Linked DNA regions of Mus musculus: all the other regions are linked to region 3. Evidence: chromatin contacts called from public HiChIP or PLAC-seq and promoter capture Hi-C data. All regions are on one chromosome and are shown on one strand. The core of a region is the stretch at or near the end of the contact, and the rest is flanking DNA. Distances in the headings are between cores, read along the strand shown. Region 1 holds the start of Mael (maelstrom spermatogenic transposon silencer). Region 2 overlaps Dusp27 (dual specificity phosphatase 27 (putative)). Region 3 holds the start of Creg1 (cellular repressor of E1A-stimulated genes 1).

Region 1 (4,135 bases), core at 291-2,790, 470 kb before region 3:
ATAAACATTCATTCTCATACTCTCCAGGAAAGCTTTATCATTTCTCTGGCGCCTGGCCCATATAGGTAACAACTTTGCCAGTTTCTCACTGGTATGTTTTGGGTCATGGTCCTGCCCACGTCAACAAAAGCACATTCTTTCGGGACGCTACTCACTCAGAACTTCCTCTGATCCCTAAAGGAAGCACCACAAAAACAATCCATTATCTACTAAGACAGAAAAACGTTTTTAAAGTGTCAGCAACACTTCAAGTGTCAGCGACGATTCATGATCAAGAAGAGTGTATACTATAAATGTTGACTGGTTCAATACCAGAAAAATTTAGCAACATTACTAGCAAACAATTAAAACTGAGGTCATTGCTAGGCTGGGACTCCTGTTCAGTCTCTTCACAAGCTGGAAAACCCTGTTTATTCCCCTTCCACCAACTCCACCTACAAAGAAAAAACACCTCACTACTCAGTGTTCCAGCAACCCACCCATGAGTGCCTGCTCAGGGGCTCACTTTTTGACCATGTAAGGGCAAATACCAGCTCCTAACTCACATGTCATCACCCCATGCCCAAGACCCATTAAAAAACCAACCAACCAAACAAACAAAAAAACTAACCCTTGTTTTTGCCTGGATATGTGACCTTGCTGACCTTGACCTGTGAAATCCGATGAACCCACCAGAGAGCTGCCTCCAAATAAACCTGCCATTATCTACTTTTAATCTGGTCTAATCTGGCTGATTATCTGTCAGTGACAGAGAGAAAAGATGATCAAGTTATCTGAAAAGATAAAAATTTTAAATGAATTTTCAACTCTACTTATACACAAATTAAGTAACTCGAATACACAAAGGAATGTAGTTGGGAAGTGCAATGAGAAAACCCAGGCAAGATCAAGCAGCACAGTTTGAACCAGTATGAGAACTCACTATTACTAAATACACAGGCTCAACCTTGAGTCAGCAGTAACCAAGTAGATGAGAAAAGCATTTCACAATAACTTCGAAAAATGATACCTACTAATAAAACTGACCCCTCCCCAAATTACCCAGACCTTATAAGAAAGCCTATAAAACTTTATTCATGGATGTTTTGTGAAACAGAAGTTTTCAAATATGTTGTGGTTGTTGTTGTTGTTTGTCGTCGTCTTGAAAACACCCTCCTGTCCCCACCTTTTCCCTCTCAGTGCTTTACACAAGCTCGCTAGTTCGGGAATGTGAAACACCCAGGAACCGAAAGCACCTGCGAGTCCTCTTCCTACTAACGGGGTACATCAAGCAACAATGTACAGGGAAAAAATAATAATAAAAGTACCAGGCCTACCACGTGACAATCCCCGCCTACCGGGCAAGCGAGTCAGCCAATCACAGTGCTCTCCCCACCTGCGCCTCGCTCCTCCTCCCTCCCGCCCCCTCCGCCCCCTCACGCACGAGGTGGAATCCAGTTTCAGGCTGTTTTCACCCCCACAGCAGGGGGCCCAATGCGGCTGCGCGCTGCACCCTGATTGGCCAAGTGCCGGGCTGAAGCGCGCGCAGGCTCCGAGCTCGGTTACTAAGGGCGGGAGCCCGGCAAGGGCGCCGGCTGCTTGCTGCGTCTCTGGAGGGCGTCGAGGCCCGACGACGCCATGCCCAACCGCAGGGCCAGCCGCAATGCCTACTATTTCTTCGTACAGGAGAAGATTCCCGAACTGCGCCGGCGAGGCCTGCCGGTGGCCCGCGTGGCAGACGCCATCCCCTACTGCTCGGCCGACTGGGCGGTGAGGCAGCGGGCAGTTGGGCAGCGGGGAGGGCGCGGTGGGAACCCAGCCTGGGGGGAGCCCGTGGAGGGGACACAGCCCAAGGGCAGGACCAACCGACAGAACCTTCCAGAACCGGGGTGTGGATCGGACGCCTCACCCTCACAGCTCGCCTCTCTTGTATCCCTCTTCTCCCCAAGCTCTTGAGGGAGGATGAGAAGGAGAAATACTCAGAAATGGCTCGAGAGTGGAGAGCAGCCCAGGGAAAGGATTCTGGGCCTTCAGAGAAGCAGGTAAGGGCAGCCACCTCTCGCCCGCCCACCCTTGGACTCCAGCCACGGTGGAGCCCGAGGAACCTTCGGGAAGTTTCCAGATAGTGCAGAAGCCCCAGGGGAAAGGCAGGTTTGGGGTTGGGGGTCAGGGTTTGCACTAAACGGCTCCCCGACTGCCTTTCAGTTCTTACCGGTTAGACAGCTGTAATAATAATTTTTAAAAAGCGTAGGCTTTTATTTAAATGGTTCCTAGAAACAAGCTTGTTAACAGTTCTTTAAATATTGTAATAACAAGACGTGAAGACCTGGGTTAACATTTGTAGATCCTACAGAACCCCCCCCCCCCCCAAATAGTTAAGCAAATTCCAGAGTATTGGGATAGTAGACTACTAAGTCAGTATCTACAAGGTCAATAAAGAAGTCTTTTTCTTCTCCCTTATGCTGCTTTTCTGTTTGTACATACCGAAATTTCATTCTTAAATTTGTGACATTGGATTGAAATTCAAAATTGTGGCAAGTTATTTGTAAATATGGTAGGTAGATTTACATTTTAAGTTGATGTCTTAAGTCAGGTGGATTTTTGAGGATCTGTGCTTGTGAGCTTTGATTGCTCTTATCAGATTTTTCTATAAAACATATCTCCTTAAGGGACTAGTGATGGCTCACTGGCTAAAAGCTCTGGCTACTCTTCCAAAAGTTCCAGATTTGAGTCGGTGCACCCACATGGTGACTCACAGCCATCTGTAACTCCAGTTCCCAAGGGTTCTGATGCCCTCCTCTGGCTTCCACTGGTGCTGCGCACACACACGTGACACACATACATGCAGCCAAGCACACACACGGGGGGGGGGGGGGGGGGGAATGAAAATTTGAAGAAAAAATTCTCCACAAAACTTAAGTATATTGTACGTGCTTGAGTTGTGATAGTTGGAGGCACAACCTTTTGTAATTTTCACTTTTAAATGAAAACCACAAATAACATTATAGACTTTAGGATTTTGTTCTGTTTTCTTTAAATACTCTTATTCTGCACACCAGCCTGGCGTTTAGTAGGTAGTGACTCGGGGAAGTAAGATGATAGAGAGTGCGCAAATGGCTTTCAGCTATAGCTACTTATACTCGCCTTCCCATAGAGTGCTGTGGTTGGCTGGTATTTACTGATAAAAATAATGTTTTCATTGGCCTTGAGGGAATGCTGACATAGTCCACGGGCTATTTTGAGGTTACTTTATTACATTTAAATATGGGAAGTAAAGTATCTAGCAATGGCTCTGCTTAAAAGTGTTTGATTGGTGATTCTCTTACTTTCAGAAACTTGTATCTACACCACTGAGGAGGCCAGGCATGCTTGTACCAAAACCAAGTATTTCTCCCCCTGATATGTCAAATTTATCTATAAAAAGTGATCAAGGTAGAGTATTCCTAAAATACTTCACTCAAATTTGGATAGCATATTGGGCAATTTTTTAAAAAATGTTCTGTATGATGTGGGAGGATGGAAATAGTGTTTGCCATGCCATGGAAAGGACCTGCACCCATATAAAGAGTGGTGGTCATGCTAGCTTATAATCCCTGTGCTGGGAGGTGGAGACACAACAGCTAGGCAGCCTGGCTAGTTAGTAAACCTCAGATGCCCATGAGAGATCCATCACAAAGAAACATGGACAACTCCTAGAGAGTGACACTAGAGATTGGTGTGTGATAGCCTCACTCAAGGACATCAAGTCCCCACACCCATGCAAGTGCATCCCACCCCCAAAATGTGTTTTGTTCATTTGATCCTACATTTCAAAATCCTTGACTATACAGGTTTAAACATGCTAGCACTGATGGAATGCTGGATAAACTAATTTGCATTTGTTGAAATAATACTGGGAAGTTATTGTAACAAAAGTCTCTTGGTTTCTACCACTTCATATATTATAAAACATTAGTCTTCTTTGTAGCTTCCATACTTAGATTATAGAGGTAGACAAGAAGGATAAGGCTTTTAACCTATTTCCCAGTCTAGTAAGAGTGGATTCTAAGTGTTGAAATACAAAAACAGGAGGTTATGGATTGATGGATCCGTTAACTAGCTTGACTTTTAATCATTCCACAATTTATAAATACATTGAAGCCCTGTGGTAACCCAT
Region 2 (3,925 bases), core at 585-3,084, 350 kb before region 3:
AGATAATTGAGGGCACATCTTGTGTTAATTTCAATCAGTGTCAGATCACAGATGTGAGAAAGCCTTTTGGGGTCTACCATGGATGACAACTTGTGAAAGATGTTCCCTGGGAGCTGTCTGCACAAAGTACAGGCTGTCTGTCTGTAGTTTGGAGAATTTCTTCTTGGGAAGTTTATTGTTTATATAACCCTGAAGAGAGGCTGTACACATCTTCTTAAGTTTCAGGAACTTCCTGAGACTTGTGAGTTATTTACTTCCTGAATGGTAAGAAACCTTCTTCCTTCCTCCAGAAAGGAGTGTTTCAATGCAGAGGAAATTACTATGCAATGTATGACAGCTCAGGACTCCCAGGGAGAATACCATAATCCAGGAGGGGAACCTGCCTCAAGACCTGGGCCCACGATCCAGCAAGGTGGCTAGAAGAACTAGAGGAACCACCATCTTGCCCCCAAGAAAGATGAAAACCAAAGAATAAATAGCTGTTATTTCACTGCAATCCTTGGGGGAAGGGGGTGCTGACAGGCAGATAGAATGGAAAAAGGCACAGTGACCTTAAAAAATAGACTAAAATGTCTTGTAGAAACTCAGCTGCTGCCCAGTTTAACCCAAATGACCTGCGGACAGTCCTTCTTCCAGCTGAAGAAAAAAAGGGCTAGCTGTTCATGTAAGCCTTAAAGATTGTACAACTTGGCTTCAGGAGTGCGGAGACCACGTAGGGACAGAGCACAGCCATAATGTAGGTTTTGCATTTGGCTTGCTTTTTGGGCCTCACACGTAGCAAATACTTGATCAGTTGTAGATCTTGTTGCTGGTTGTTGTAACTGCCATGTTCCCTTAAATGCAGTGCCACTAAGGACAAATTCAGTCTGTGAGTCAGAAAATACCTGTTATACCATTTGCTGGGTGCCAAGCCATACATTGCCTAGGTTCTAGAACACAATGCTCAACAGAATATCCATCCACATTCCTTCCCTTCCTTCCCTCATGCAGAGCAGAGACAAGCACAGGAAACAGCTACTTAGGAACACATTTCATAAGTAAGTCTGAAGTTTCATTTGGTAGAATAACACAAAGGAAAGCAGTATGATGTAAGACTAGAAGGGACTTCCCTAAAGAAGAGATGGTCGAACTGAGACCCGAAAGAAGAGGAGACTAAGCAACCACACTGCTATAACAGGCTTCCGCCAAGACCTGTGGCAGAAGGAAACAACTTTATGAAGACTAGAGTGCCAGACAGGAGTAGAATATGAAGAACCTAGTGCAAGGACTTGGGCTGGAGAGAAGGTCAAAGAGCAGAACCTCAGAGACCGTGGAGTTTGATTCCTCTGATGGGATGCAGACAGTTTTCCCGATGCCTAGAGTAATCCACCTAGGCAGACAGTCATCCATTTATCAGTTTTTATCCATTTTTCAGGTACATGCACTTACCCATTCACTGCTCATTTATCCCCATGCTCTGGAGACAGGCATGAGATGGCTGCCTAAACTGTCCCTACATCAATGGGTACTCTACTTTTGTTTTTCATTGTTTTTACCAAGCAATGAGATCTCTAAAGATATCTCTTGTTCTCTCTTGCAATGGTAATATCTGCAGTTGTTCCCTCCTGAGTTAGTTACTTTCCTCTTTACTGGTACAGAATTTCCAATGAAAGAAGAGTTAAAGGGGAAAAAAAGGTTGGTTTGGGCACACAGTTTCTGAGATATTATAGTACACCACGGCAGGGAAGATGATAACGGGAATGACTTCATCTTTGGCAGTGGAGGCATGTGATAGTGGTCCCTCCCTTGCAGCCAACCAGGAAACAGAGAGAAATAGGTTCAAGCTGGAGGCAAGTGTAACCTTCAAGGTCAACTAGTGACTCACTTCTGCCACACATCCCAAAAGTTCTCAAAACAGTACCACCAGCTAGGGAGCAAATGTTCAAACACAGGAGCCTGCAGGGGACAGTTCATATTCAAACTGTAGTGTTCCATCCCTGGTCCTCACAGGATCGTGGCCATTTCATGATGCATTTTGAAATGCATTGGGACAACTTTAAGATTCCCCACAGTCCTAATCGTTTCACCAGTGTTGACTAGTTCAAAGTCAGTTCAGAAACTCAAGGTAAAGTTTTAGTTGTGTCCTCTAATAAAAACAAACAAACAGGGGCTAGTGAGATGGCTCAGTGGGTAAGAGCACCCGACTGTTCTTCCGAAGGTCCAGAGTTCAAATCCCAGCAACCACATGGTGGCTCACAACCATCCGTAACGAGATCTAACTCCCTCTTCTGGGGTGTCTGAAGACAGCTACAGTGTACTTACATATAATAAATAAATAAATCTTTAAAAAAAAAACAAAACAAAACAAAACAAACAAACAAACACCAAACACTCAAGTTTTTAAAAAATAATTATTTGTTTTATTTATATATACACTGTCGCTGTCTTCAAACACACCAGAAGAGGGAAACTCATCCCATTACAAATGGTTATGAGTCACCATGTGGTTGTTGGGAATTGAACTCAGGAAGAGCAGTCAGTGCTCTCAACCACTGAGCCATCTCTCCACCCCCCAGATTCTTTTCTGGAGTGTGGCATGCATGACCTCTAACCCAGTCCCCAACAGTCTCTGTTCTCATCTGAAACTCACAAGCCAAGTTTGTATTGTCCTCATTTTGCTCAGGATTCTAGTGTTCTGAGCTCCAACTTGAGTGGCCCATTAACCTCTTACAGCACTTCAGAGTTTTGTTTTCCCACAGTGCACATCATAAGCCAGTTGCAAAAGCTGTATGGTCAGCTTTAGTCACAGAATAATATCATTTTATTGATATCAATTCCCTTTTCTTTTTAAAAAAATACTTTTCATTTAGTCAATGTGTATGAGTGTTCTATCTGTATATACACCTGTATGCCAGGAGACCACATCAGAACTCATTATAAATGGTTGTAAGCCCACCATGTGGTTGCTGGGAATTGAACTCAGGACCTCTGGAAGAGCAGCCAATGCTCTTAACTGCTTAGCCATTTCTCCACCCCCAATGCCAATTTTCTGTATTTCCTACTTTTTCATCGTTGTGACTGAATAACTGACAGGATGACACAAGAGAAAAACGTTTTATTTTAGCTTATGGTTTTGGAGAGAAAACAATCTATCATGATAGGGAAAGCATTAGCTGTAGGATTGGCTACATCCTTGATCTTGGGAATATACAGAGATGGACCAGAAGACAGAGGACACTAGACCTGAACCTGAGATACATACAGTCTTCAAGGTACTTTCACCAGGTAGGCCAAAAGTTCCATGACCTTCCAAATAGCATCATCAACTAGGGGCCAGCTCTTCAAACATGGGAGCGTCTGGGGACATTTGACTTCTACACAGTAATTCTGAAGCCCTATGTATACTTGGAACTGCACTTTCTGTTCATAAGGAGTACTTGAGGCTAAGATAGGAAAGCCCTCAATGACCCATTGCTATTGGGAACTTTGATTGGAAAGCCCTCAGGAACTATGGGTAATTAAGCCACACTGTGCTGTTCCTTGGTCTGCATAGGCAGATCTGGTCATGCTCTGAGTAGAGTCACAGGCCACCTCTTTCTTCTAGGAGGGCATTTTCCCCTTGCCTTTCTGACAGTGAGCACACTAGTCTCCTGAGAGTATACTCTGGTCTCACGCATACCTACAAGAGAGGTTGTCTGGTAATCAATGCATTTTATTCCAGCTTACCTCAAATTTTCTCTATTCAGAGCAGCTAGATTTTTCTCAGCTCAACTTTATTTGGCCCAAATCCATCCCTCTGTGCATGATCTCACAAGTATCTCATGAGCTGCTTTCCTATGGCTGGATCTGTATTGGGCCTGGGAACCTGGCTGGCATTGCCTTCTCTGATGAACTCATCTCACTGTGGCAACCTAAATGGTACTGGTGTATTGTGCTAAAGACAAGG
Region 3 (4,416 bases), core at 1,367-3,866:
ACTGTGGACTTGCTGGCTCTACAACATAACTTGGTACCATATTACCAACCAGCAGAAACAGATTCTTCCTCTAAAGATTCATTATACAAAAATATCACACACCAAAACAACTAGACAAGAGGGACACCCTTACGGGACACACACCCAAGCCGCCCCTTGTCTGTGAGGGAGATGGCCGGCATTTTACACCGGGCAAGTGGTCTCAAGCCTCAGCCTGGCTCTTTCTAGCCTCATGAAGAGACTCTTGGTTGCTGGAAGAGGAAACGCGTAATAGGAACCAGTTTCGGCTGGTTAATTGGCCGAGTCAGTATCCAGACAAAGGCTGACATTCCCAACGTGTCCACACGTCTTTTCAATAATACCATCCCAGAAACCCGAGAGCCTGGGGAGGCTCCTCGAATCTGCCTCTCTTCTACCAGGAAATACTTCACTGGAGGCCTACCTGTTGGCCATCAGCTAGGTGGTCACGGGTGAGCCCCCATCTCTAAGCCTCAGTGCTCCCCATTTCGGCAGTGTGGATAATGACACCCCAGATACCTCACAGATAGTAATAAGATCATGGGTCGGGGCGAGGCTCAGTCTGTCCCCTTCCTATTAGGATCACCAGTGAGGGTTTGAGGGAGTAGGGGGCATTGTTCTAGAATAAAGTGGCTTGGTAGTGCATTTTAAAACTTCTCTGCAAGTGCTACGCAGGTCACTTGAGTGCCACCTCTGGGGTAGAGAGAACGGGTGAATAGCAGATTCTAGAGAAGTGAAACGGGCTGGTTAAAAAAAGGGGCGAGTTGGGGTCAATATATCTGGCTGGGAGGGACAGCGGCTTCTATTACTTTTGTCTCTCAGAAAAATATAGCCCCACCCCCACTCCCAGTGCTGCTAGGTCTTTAACCTTTTCAAGAAGAGTTAGAAACTTAAAGAGCAAATCAATAGACTTTGTTCTCTAAAATTTTATCCTGCGTGTGTGTGCGCACGCGTGCAGAGTGCAGGTGCACCACAGGTGCATTGGGTATTAATGAGTGTATGGTGTGGCCAGAGGTCAGTTTTGGAGGTCACTCCTCAGAAGCTGGAGCCATCCAACTGGCTTTTTGAGCCAGGCTCTCTCTCCCTGCGGTCTGAAGCTCACTGACTCCGCTTGGCTGGCAGGCCAGGGAGCTAGCCACCTGGCCAGTGCAAGATCACACGTGTGTGCAAGTGTGTGCAAGCCGTTGAGCCAGTGTAGGATCACATGTGCGTGCAAGCTGTCAAGATGGGTACTGAGGACCAAATACAGGTCCTCGCGCCTACATGGCAAGTATTTTACCAACTGGGCTATTTCCCTAGCCCCTAGGATTGCAGTTTTAAAAGGCAGTAGCTAATTTAAATTTGTTTAGAACAATACAGAACTCTGTGGAGGCTGAAGAAAACGGGTCTCTTCTATTCTAGCACATGGGTCCCAGTCCTGTGGCCTGTGCTTTGAAGACAAGTGGGTCTGAGGTGAACTAGGGTTGGCCCCCTGGCTTTGCGCAAATTACTTAACCTCATGTCTTCATCTGTAAACCCGGAATAGCCATGCCTGTTTCTAAGAGTTACTACAAGAGACAATGAATGAAAACAGGTGGAACCGAAAAGCCCTAGGCACATACCATGGCAAGGGCTTGGTTAAAGCGTCGGCGTCTCTTGGCTCACTGTTTACCACGACACCAAGCTTTCTCAGTTTTGCCACAGACCCTCCACCGAGTCAGGCTTCATTTCTGGGCTCCTGTGTGGCCTTTCCCTCCCAGGCTGTTTCCACCTGAGCTGTAAGCAGAGCCAGGTCCGCAGTCAACTATAATGCTGTGTAGTAGTTTCCCACTGCTGATAGGTAAAGGTAGGGAAGAGAATCTCCGAAGTCACATAAGCCAAACGCTAAACTATCCAACAATCTGTATGCCTTTAGATCACAAGAGTGCAGTTTATGCAGAGACAGCGCCTAAAGAGGACGCCTGACTATCTGAAGGGTGTGAAGTGCTCCAGGTACTGGCAAAGAATTTACCCCAAGCGCTTAGACCAGTAACAGGGTAAGTAGGAACTTCCTGGTAGTTCCCCAACATCTGGGATGCTACAACCTCCGCCTAGCCAGCGCAGGCCAGAAGAGACAGTCATGTGAGCTGGGTTCAAAAGTCTTATCTCTAAGACCCACGCTCTCCCCAGCGAGCTAAACTGGAGACGCTGGTTTCCTGCTCTGCCGGGTCTGGGAAACCGCGCCGCGCTCCCGCTCACCTGCAGGTCGCTCACGGCTTGCTGCAGTGGACTCAGGTACATGTAGGGCTCGCCCGTGCCTTCTCCCGGAGGACCGTCACTGATTGAGATGATGTCCGCGAAGGGCCAGCCGCGCACCTCCTTTATTGTGGAGATAGTGGCCAGCGAGCCCCAGTCTGAGACGTGAGTCACGAAGCGGGCCACGCGCGGCCCGTCTTCGCGGGGTGGCAGCGGAGGCAATCGCCTGTCCACGTCCCAGTCCCCGTGGTCCCGGCCTCCGCGACCCGAGGCCGGCGACACCAGTAGTGCCACCAGCGCGGGCGCCAGAAGGGCAGCAAGCAGGGAACGCGCGAGCTCAGGAGCACGGGCAGCCATGACGCTGACTGCGGAGTCCCTGCCCACCGACCAAACTCTGCCGGGGTAACTATTGCCTGCCCGTTGTTCCGCCCCTCCGAGAAAGCCAATCAGAGATGAGCAGGCAAGAGGGGGCGTGGCTCCAGTGCAACCCAGTTTCCAGAAGCATATGGTCTGTTCACCGTGTCCTGTGATCTGCTCTGTGAAGAGTGCGAATTTGCCCTAAAGAGATATTTGTTTTGCTTGTTTGATTTACAGACAGATAAATGAGGTCTAGAAGAAATTAAGCAACTTCCTAAGTCACAGTGCTAGAAAAAAGCTGCCTGCATGCACGCACACACCTCCTTTTTAATGTCTTTGAGTATGCTTGCCTGGCATCTAAGAGAACGTGAGTTTTCTGTGTGCTCTTTTCTGTTTACTGACTGTTAGCAAGCAAGCCTATATGTAGTACAGTACAGAAATACCGACATGCAGGAACTTAAAAATTCCTGGCCCAGAAGAGTCTTCAGATAAAGCCACTTTGTTAGTTTTCGGTATCCCACTCAAGACTTTGACCTTGTCCATTTGAGACCTGTCAAGTCATCTAGCTCGGTTAAATTCGTGGTTTCATGCATTTATTCTGGCAGATCCTCCAAGCCCGTGGAGGATTTTCATTCTGCTACCCTAGGGAGTTAGAAAATGTATGCAAACGTGTTTGCGTCGTTTTAAAACTGTGGCCACTGTTAGAATCTTTTAAGCCCCACCCATCCTATAGTCTGAATCAGGCCACACCTCTCTGCAGCTCTCTCTCTTCCTAACAGAGTTATGAAGCAGTCCGTGCTTAGCCGCTACTCTTTTTTCTTTCTTAAAAAAATATTAGGTATTTTCTTCATTTACATTTCAAATGCTATCCCGAAAGTCCCCTGTACCCCCCCCTCCCCTACCCACCCACTCCTACTTCTTGGCCCTGGTGTTCCCCTGTACTGGGGCATATAAAGTTTGCAAGACCAAGGGGCCTTTCTTCCCAATGATGGCCGACTAGGCTATCTTCTGCTACATATGCAGCTAGAGACACGATCTCTGGGGGTACTGGTTAGTTCATGTTGTTGTTCCACCTATAGGGTTGCAGACCCCTTCAGCTCCTTGGCAGCTCCTCTTAGTCTGTGGCACCCAGCTCCCTGTCATGTAGGCCAGGATGAACTAAATCATGGGATGTGAAACTTCCTGACACCTCTAAAATGATATAAAAATCAGGCTTAGCCTCTATTCTAGGGACTGGTGTGAGACTCCTAAAGGAGATTTCTGGAAAGATATTCTGAGGTCTGCCTCTAGCTAGCCCCCCACCCCAATCTGGCCCACTACTCTGTCTTTCTCCTGATCTCTGTCTGTCTCTCTGTCTCTCTCTCTGTCTCTGCCTCTCTCTCTCTCTCTCTCTCTCTCTCTCTCTCTCTCTCCCATTCACGTGTGTTGAGGTTTGGTCTTTTGCTATGTATTGTAATGCTAGGTTCTATATGAGAAAGTCTAGCCCTATTAGTGACTTCTCATGCTTACAAGCTTTTGTTGTACAGACCTTGTTCCTTGATTTACATCTATTGGTTAAATAAAATTGGCTGCAGCCAGTCATTGGAAGGATTAGAGGTAGGTGAGACGGGGAAAGAGGAAGAATGAAAGAGGAGGAGGAGGAGGAAGAAGAAGAGGAGAAAGAAGATGAGGAGGAAGAGGAAGAGCAGGAGGAGGAGTAGAGAAAGAGGAAGAAGAGGAGGAGGAGGTACCATGAGCACATGGTCAGGAGAAACAGCAAGTGTCTGGGGTACACCAATAGAGAGGAAGCCAGGCCTGTAGTTAGAAGAGTAGATTAGGGGTCACCCC

Evidence for each region. Promoter capture Hi-C pulls out the DNA fragments that hold promoters and counts their contacts. HiChIP or PLAC-seq counts read pairs in DNA pulled down with a chosen protein or histone mark.
Region 1: a contact with region 3 is called in a promoter capture Hi-C map of stem cell-derived epiblast-like cells, with 3 times the contacts expected there. The contact joins the promoter of Mael here to the promoter of Creg1 in region 3. A contact is called at or near these places in 13 of 39 promoter capture datasets (the 3T3-L1 cell line, cranial neural crest, embryonic stem cells and 6 more), 1 of 15 datasets of contacts at CTCF or cohesin (large pre-B cells), 1 of 484 Hi-C or Micro-C datasets (embryonic stem cells), 2 of 115 datasets of contacts at active chromatin or transcription factors (astrocytes and embryonic basal ganglia) and 1 of 9 other capture datasets (pancreatic islet).
Region 2: an H3K4me3 HiChIP or PLAC-seq map of bone marrow-derived macrophages shows a contact between it and region 3, with 3 times the contacts expected there. The contact joins the enhancer-like site here to the promoter of Creg1 in region 3. A contact is called at or near these places in 15 of 39 promoter capture datasets (the 3T3-L1 cell line, the C10 cell line, cranial neural crest and 10 more), 1 of 15 datasets of contacts at CTCF or cohesin (embryonic stem cells), 17 of 484 Hi-C or Micro-C datasets (B cells, CD4 T cells, CD8 T cells and 7 more), 19 of 115 datasets of contacts at active chromatin or transcription factors (bone marrow-derived dendritic cells, bone marrow-derived macrophages, cardiomyocytes and 7 more) and 2 of 9 other capture datasets (adipose tissue and macrophages).

What each region holds. Positions count from the first base shown.
Region 1 is chr1:166,236,149-166,240,283 of GRCm38.p6, reverse strand. Mael (maelstrom spermatogenic transposon silencer) reads left to right here and starts at 1,540. Exons shown (of 12, transcript NM_175296.4): 1 at 1,540-1,749; 2 at 1,929-2,021; 3 at 3,312-3,411. The coding sequence starts at 1,618.
Region 2 is chr1:166,113,115-166,117,039 of GRCm38.p6, reverse strand. The region is part of intron 2 of Dusp27 (dual specificity phosphatase 27 (putative)); the gene reads left to right. Among named protein-coding and RNA genes, the nearest start is that of Dusp27, 13 kb to the left of the region's middle. Within about 2 kb of position 1,834, at least 10 of the 459 cell types and tissues checked have an H3K27ac peak or open chromatin away from gene starts, as enhancers often do. A contact at or near this core is called in bone marrow-derived macrophages and hematopoietic stem and progenitor cells, where this site is marked.
Region 3 is chr1:165,761,958-165,766,373 of GRCm38.p6, reverse strand. It overlaps Creg1 (cellular repressor of E1A-stimulated genes 1), which reads right to left and starts at 2,616. Exons shown (of 4, transcript NM_011804.3): 1 at 2,236-2,616. The coding sequence starts at 2,589.